2 separate regions of the Rattus norvegicus genome follow, and region 2 is linked to region 1. Evidence: chromatin contacts called from public Hi-C data. All regions are on one chromosome and are shown on one strand. Each heading gives the region's core, a stretch centred on a gene start, on an enhancer-like site or on the middle of the called end of the contact. The rest is flanking DNA. Distances are from core to core; before and after follow the strand shown. Region 1 overlaps Ptprs (protein tyrosine phosphatase, receptor type, S). Region 2 holds the start of LOC134480470 (TINCR ubiquitin domain containing).

Evidence for each region. Hi-C and Micro-C count contacts between places; a contact is called where the count stands out from the background.
Region 2: a contact with region 1 is called in a Hi-C map of Schwann cells, with 3 times the contacts expected there. The contact joins the promoter of LOC134480470 here to the enhancer-like site in region 1. A contact is called at or near these places in 7 of 12 Hi-C or Micro-C datasets (Schwann cells, frontal cortex, kidney and 3 more) and 1 of 1 datasets of contacts at active chromatin or transcription factors (oligodendrocytes).

What each region holds. Positions count from the first base shown.
Region 1 is chr9:1,338,028-1,341,093 of GRCr8, forward strand. Ptprs (protein tyrosine phosphatase, receptor type, S) reads right to left here. Exons shown (of 34, transcript NM_019140.3): 21 at 3,033-3,044; 22 at 2,448-2,560; 23 at 1,867-1,964; 24 at 1,628-1,751; 25 at 1,166-1,341; 26 at 961-1,080. Among named protein-coding and RNA genes, the nearest start is that of Trnak-cuu11, 41 kb to the left of the region's middle. Within about 2 kb of position 1,559, at least 10 of the 93 cell types and tissues checked have an H3K27ac peak or open chromatin away from gene starts, as enhancers often do. A contact at or near this core is called in Schwann cells, where this site is marked.
Region 2 is chr9:1,475,437-1,478,502 of GRCr8, forward strand. LOC134480470 (TINCR ubiquitin domain containing) reads right to left here and starts at 1,603. Exons shown (of 1, transcript XM_063267958.1): 1 at 1,334-1,603. The coding sequence starts at 1,603. The coding sequence ends at 1,334. It overlaps Tincr (TINCR ubiquitin domain containing), which reads right to left and starts at 1,034. Exons shown (of 2, transcript NR_130129.1): 1 at 711-1,034; 2 at 1-293.

The DNA of each region.
Region 1 (3,066 bases), core at 309-2,808:
CCTCAGTTGGCACTACCCTGACTTAGGGCTTTTACAGGACATCACCGCGGTGCACACGTGGTTCCCACTCGTCAGACAGAAGGTAAGTGCGTGCACTAACCGCAGTCTGGGGCATTGCCAGCTTCCCTCCCCCACCCTGCCTCCCCAACTCCAGAGGAGTCACCGCATCCAGCTCTGGGGTCTTGCAGCTCCTCCAAGGACCACCTCCCTCTGCTCTCAGCAGCCCAGCCTAATTGTCCCCTCTGCTCACTCCTCCAATTCTAGGTGCCATGTTGGCCCCTCTCTTGCCTGCTGCCCACTTCCATGCCCATTTCCTTCTGTGCTCTACCACCACGAGAGTCACTCCACAAAGGCAGGGTGCTGTGTCTGCGCCATGGCAATGGGCAGCACAGTCAGGATGTTTCCATGTGTGACTGCGCCCTCCTGCCATAGGCCCATTCACCTGTAGGAGGTGTCTAGGGCCCTATGCATCCCTCCTCCCCCTGTAAGGAACTGTAAGGAACATGCAGGAGGCTTCTTGCAGTCAGAACTTGGGACAGACAGACACAGCCACACAGCAAGATGTACTGCAGATGAAGATGTTTGCTTCAAGGACAGAGAGGGAGGGGACATCAGTCTGCACAGGGTGACCTTGTCCCTCCCCAGCAGGATGGGATAACTTTCAGATGGCAGAGTCCGGCCAGTTCAGAGACAAAAATACCAAGAGTGGGCAGGACCACGTTACAGACGTGGTTACAGACGTGGTTACAGACGTGCTGCCTGTAGCACAGAAACCGCTCATGGGGGCCAGAGTGCGGCAGGTAGCCAAACTGGGTCCTGTGCTGACCTTGTTCCCACCATGGCTGCTCATGCCGGGCTAACTCTGAGCTTTGATTCCTCCAGCCCTCAAGTGGGCCCCCAGGAGTGCGGTCAGCCCAGCACATGTTTACTCTATACAATGCGTCCCCATCCAGACCACACCTTGTGTAGAGAAAAGGTCCTGACACAGAAGGTGGCCAGCTCCATAGTATCTAGTAGGGTGACCTGGATGAAGCCGTATGTCTCGGTGCCTCGGTTAGGCCAGTACTGGTCACATTTGACCTGTGGGATGAGAGGGACATGAGCTCAGGAAGGTCAGGCAGCACCTTGGAAGCCTCAGGGCCAAGCCTTGCCCATAGCGCCTCACCCGTGATTTCTCCTCCAGCCGTGTCATCATGACCACAGTGGCTGACCGCTGCTCCCACACCATCCGCCAGAAGTCCCCAAAGGTCTCAGGCAGGGGCCCCTGCGTGGCGATGTATGCGTTCTGCCGCCGATAGCCGTCCACATAGTTGGCATTGATGTAATCACTACCCATGATGCCTGTAGCCAGGCAGGAGGTCAAAGACAGTTCTGTGGGGTTGTCCAACTTGTCCTCTGACACACGCCCTATGGCCACTGTATGAATGGCCCTTTGGCTCTGTTGCAGCCATCTGGGGCCAGATCTCTCTCTACTGGGCCCACTGTGGCAGTCAGCCAACCCTGCCACACTGCAGCTACTGTGGCACCTCTCCCATAAACCATAGCAACGCAGAGCTGACCTGACCCTTGAGGATCAGTGCTGCCTAAACAGCACCCACCACACCCATGCAGCCCAGATCCCTGCTACCTTCTAAAGGCTGCAGGATGACTCGTGAATGGTCATAGGCGATGACATTGGCGTATCGGTTCTTTGGCTTGTTGGCCTCCAGGTTCGAATGTTCCCAAGTGAACTGCTGGCCAGGGTCGATGGACTACAGGGAATGAGTAGGTTCAGGCATGAGTAGGTTCAGGCATGATGGGAAGAGGTGTAGTGCTGGGTCACCAGGGCTGGGGCATCAAGCAAGTCCTACAGTAGACTCAGCTCACCTCATACTCCTGGGAGAGCTTGAGGCTGTCGTTGGCTTTGAGTCTCTCCATGTGTTCAGCCATGTCTGTGATGGGAATGGGCGGGTGGCTGAGCATACCTGTGAAGAGAGGAGCATGGGGACAGCAGGCTCAGCTGCTGTGGCTATGGAGGCACTGTAGCTAAAGGACATGAACAGGTGAGCAAGACTGGAGTAGTGCCACCTGCTGTACAGCCAGAGGATGGGAGCAAGTGAGGCCTGTGGAGCCCTGGTCCCTATAGTGCCCAGTGTCTTGTGGCAAAGACGGAGAAGCAGAGGCAGCCAGTGCACCTCAGAAACATGGTGCATGGATCCCTGCCCTTCCCAAGCCGGGGTTGGGGGGGTGGTTCTCCAAGTGGGTGTGGTACGTGACATATATGCTGTGTTGTGTGTGTGTGTGTGTGTGTGTGTGTGTGTGATGGCCTCTCCCCGACCCTTCCCAGTTTCTGCGTCTTGACTCTTACAGCTGAAGTAGCTGGGGTCTCTCACCCTGATGTTGATACATCAGACCTGAACCTGAGCCTCAGGCCCTGCCAGCTGCTTCTGGCCCCAGTCAGTGCGTACCTGGCGTCTGGAAGTTGATACGTCGCATTTCCACAGGGTCCTTGGGGTGATGGGGGGCGAGGTCTGCATTGTTCAATAAGCATTTGGTGCGGGGCTCTGAGTCCTTGCGTTTGCTTCAAGGACAGAGAGGGAGGGGACAGCCAATGTTAGCACATGCCCCAAAGTGTGTGTGTGCACACTCAGGGACACATGACCCAGGGCCTACAAACATGTGGTAGGGAATGGGCCATTTACACACTGAGCCCTAATTTTATGGAACCTCAGTCCTACAAAGACCCTTGGATCAGAGACTAGCATAAACCTCAGACTGGGTCCTCTGCCTTAGCTGAGCCCCAAATCCAGATGGATCCTTCATCATAGACTAAGCTTCAATCCCAGACTGGGCCACAATTCAAGACAAGCCTGTATCCCAGATTAAGCTCCAAGCCGACTAAGCCTCAATCTCACCGAAATTCCAATCCCATACTGAGTCTTGATCCCAGGCCCTTGTATAGACACGTGTGCCACCTGGAGAACTGAAGCAGCCACGTCCCATGAGCCCAGCTCCAACCACCCGTCATCCTCCTGCCTCAGGCCAGTCCTCACCTGTCAGGCTTGCTGTCCCCAGACCGGATGTAGG
Region 2 (3,066 bases), core at 353-2,852, 140 kb after region 1:
AGTGTCCTCCAGCAGACCCCCTGCTCATAGCCAGAGCCCTGTGGGTCCTCCAAAGAAGGACCTGTGCCTGTTGACTGGAGAGCTTCCCTGAGGAGGCTGTGCTCTGGGGATGGACAGAGGAGGATTCAGACAGCAGAGGCTCCTAGGGTTGGGTCCTAAGGCCACAGAGTAACCAGAAGGTTCTTTGCTGGGGGGATGGAAGGCTGGACGACCGTGTTGGAAGTCACCATCAGGAACACCAGAAGCAGTAATCAGCAGGACTGGCGAGTTGCATCTAGCTGGGAGCCCAGCACCTGGATCAGCAAGGGACATGGACCCAGGGTTGTGAATTAGCAGTTTCCAAGCCAATGGCCCTTTTTCCCTTCTCCAAATAGCCTGGATCTGGGCACGGAAGGGAGTGCAGTGGTTGCCCACAATCCTGAGGCCCTTTCTTCTGTAGCAGCCACAGTGCTTGGATCCCCTGGTGGACACCACAGGAATTGCAGGTATAGCTGCTCAGTGCATCCTGGTGCCTGTTACAGGAATCGCAGGCATTTGTGGACCTAAGCCCAAGAAGCTCAGTCAGAAGCCAGAGGACAGCAGAAAATTTCTCAAGGTCACCCAGCAAGTTGTGGACACCAGCGCTGAGCCAACATTAGGAAACGAGGATGAGACTAGTGTGCCACCCCATGGGCCCTCAGTTTCCCCACCTGTATATTCTACCAGCTTACCTAGAGTACAACTGGGCTCCCAGGAAGAGAGGTATGGTGCCTCCTGGCCCAGTTTGCTCCCTCAGCCAGCATCCTGTATCACTAAAGTCACTGCTCCATCTCCTACCTGAGAGGTGGACACAAAGAGACAAGGTAAGGACAAAAGCACTTGGCTTCTAGGCCTTTCCAGCTAGTCCAGGAGTTGAGCTGAAGTGAGCCTTGGCCCCACTGGAGACACAGAGCACAGTGTAGACACACAGGCTTGGGATAGGGTACAGTAGTGGCCCAGGGCTGTTTGTCCTGCCACCCTCCGAAGTGAGTGGGCAGACACTGAAAGAGATGGAGACACAGGAGACATGAAAAACATATGGGGACAGTGTGCAGAGAGATAGAGAGACCAGGACACAGAGGCATGCAGAGCCAGAGCCAGGTACACAGAGGGAGGCAGGAAGAGTCCCCAGAGCCACCACTGGAGCCTGCACCGCAGATCGACAAAGCTAATGGAGCTAAGAAGAAGAGCTCACAGTCACAAGGGCCTTTCTCACCTTGTCCCCGAGCCAGCACCCTCCCACTGTGTCATCCTCCACAAGTCAGAGCTCAAGATCCTACCAGGTCCCAGTCCAGGTTCCAGCCCAGGTCCCTGGTCACCTGGTGTCGCTGAGTAGAAGCAATACTGAGCCGTCCTGCAGGCGTGCCTCACGAACTGTCTGATGGTCAGGCAGCGGCCTAGAGTTGTAGTAGAAGGTTCTGCGCCAAGAGCTCACACCCTGGCCCACTAGCTGTGCTCGCAGGTCGCTCAGTGTGTCGCATGGCCGCACGGTCAGTGGCAGTAGCAATGCCTCATCGGCTAGGTGTACCTTAATGTGGTATCGCTTCCAGCGGGACAACCCACGACGCAGCTCTTCCATGGCCATTGCCAGCCTGAGACTCTGGCAGGTCAGCACCTGCCAGACCAGCTCAGCTGCCAGCCTCCACCCCTTCTAGGCACGCCCTGCTGCAGGAGCAGCCCACAGAGATGGTAGCATTGGCTGGCCCAGCCCAAGCCTCCATGGTAAACCTTTCTCCTGTACACAGAATACATCAAAGGCTCTGGGGCAAAGAATGCAGCTATTCAAAGGCCCTGGGGCAGGACGGGGAGCCTGGTGTGTTGGAGGAGTGGAGCTGGGTCTTTCTTTGAAGCAGAAGTAGTAAAGGGTAGAGAAGGGTGGCAAGGAAGGCAGTGTAACCCACCCACCCACTTCTTTAATCCTCTGGAACTTCCTCCCTAATCCATATCGGCACTGGCTTTGTGTCTGTGGGCTCCAAAGAAACCTCAATCCTGGGCCTCTGTCCTCTATGGCCATCAAGTTGGGAACAGGGATAGCTTCTCCAGCCTTTGCGGTCATGGCCTAAGTAGGGGAGACAGACTTCTGGGTTTGGGCTGGAAGAATCCCATTCATGTGGGCACTGGAGCTGGGGCTTCAGGGGATGGGTAAGAGTTCAACATTCATTCCCCTTTGCCCACATTCACCACCCACATGGTTCAGCAAGTGCCTGATGGGGAGCAAAGGGAGCCCCAGCCTCCCAACCCTTACAGCCCTTATCCGGAAAGCCAGCTGCCTCTCCAGCACACTTGTGCAAGCCCATCTTTACCTTTCCTGCTGCACTTGTTGCCGCAACTGGATAGAGCAGTTTGTACTCTGCACTTGGCCTCTGACACACACACTTTGAGCATTTGTCACCAGCAACAATGCAATGGCCACTTTGTGGCCTCTAACGCTGTCACCTCCTGCCACAACCCCTCCTCCCCTACCTCAGTGTCTCTGCCTGTCCACAGGGGTGTTGTGAAATGACACTGTTGTCATAGGGCTCTGACGTACACTCACCCAGGAACGGCAATGCTGAGAGAACAGTCTAGGTGCTAAATTTGACTCCGCAAAGAAAAACAAACTGAGCATTCTAAAATTTAGCACAAGTGACATTTTGGTGGTATAAGTCTTTAATTCCAGCACTTGGAAGGCAGAGGCAGGCAGATTCCTGTGAGTTGGAGGCCAACCTTATCTACAAAGTGAGACCATGACCCCCATTACCCCCAAAGGACAGGTAGGAGACTATATGGGAAAACACACCTCCCAGGGTGCTGGGGGGCAACCGTAACTGTCCCACTTACCCACATTCACCACCCACACGCTTCAGTGTCTGTATAGGGAGCCTTTAATTGAAAGATTAATAACTGACAACATGCAAATATAAAACACCTACACACTGCACACATGAAAACTCCAACAAAGCCACTGAAAATTTCCAATAGTCAAAAACAGACAAAAGACTGACTTCCGCTGTATGTAAAAAGCTTCTGGAAACCAACAAGAACCAACAATAAATTAGACAAATGAAC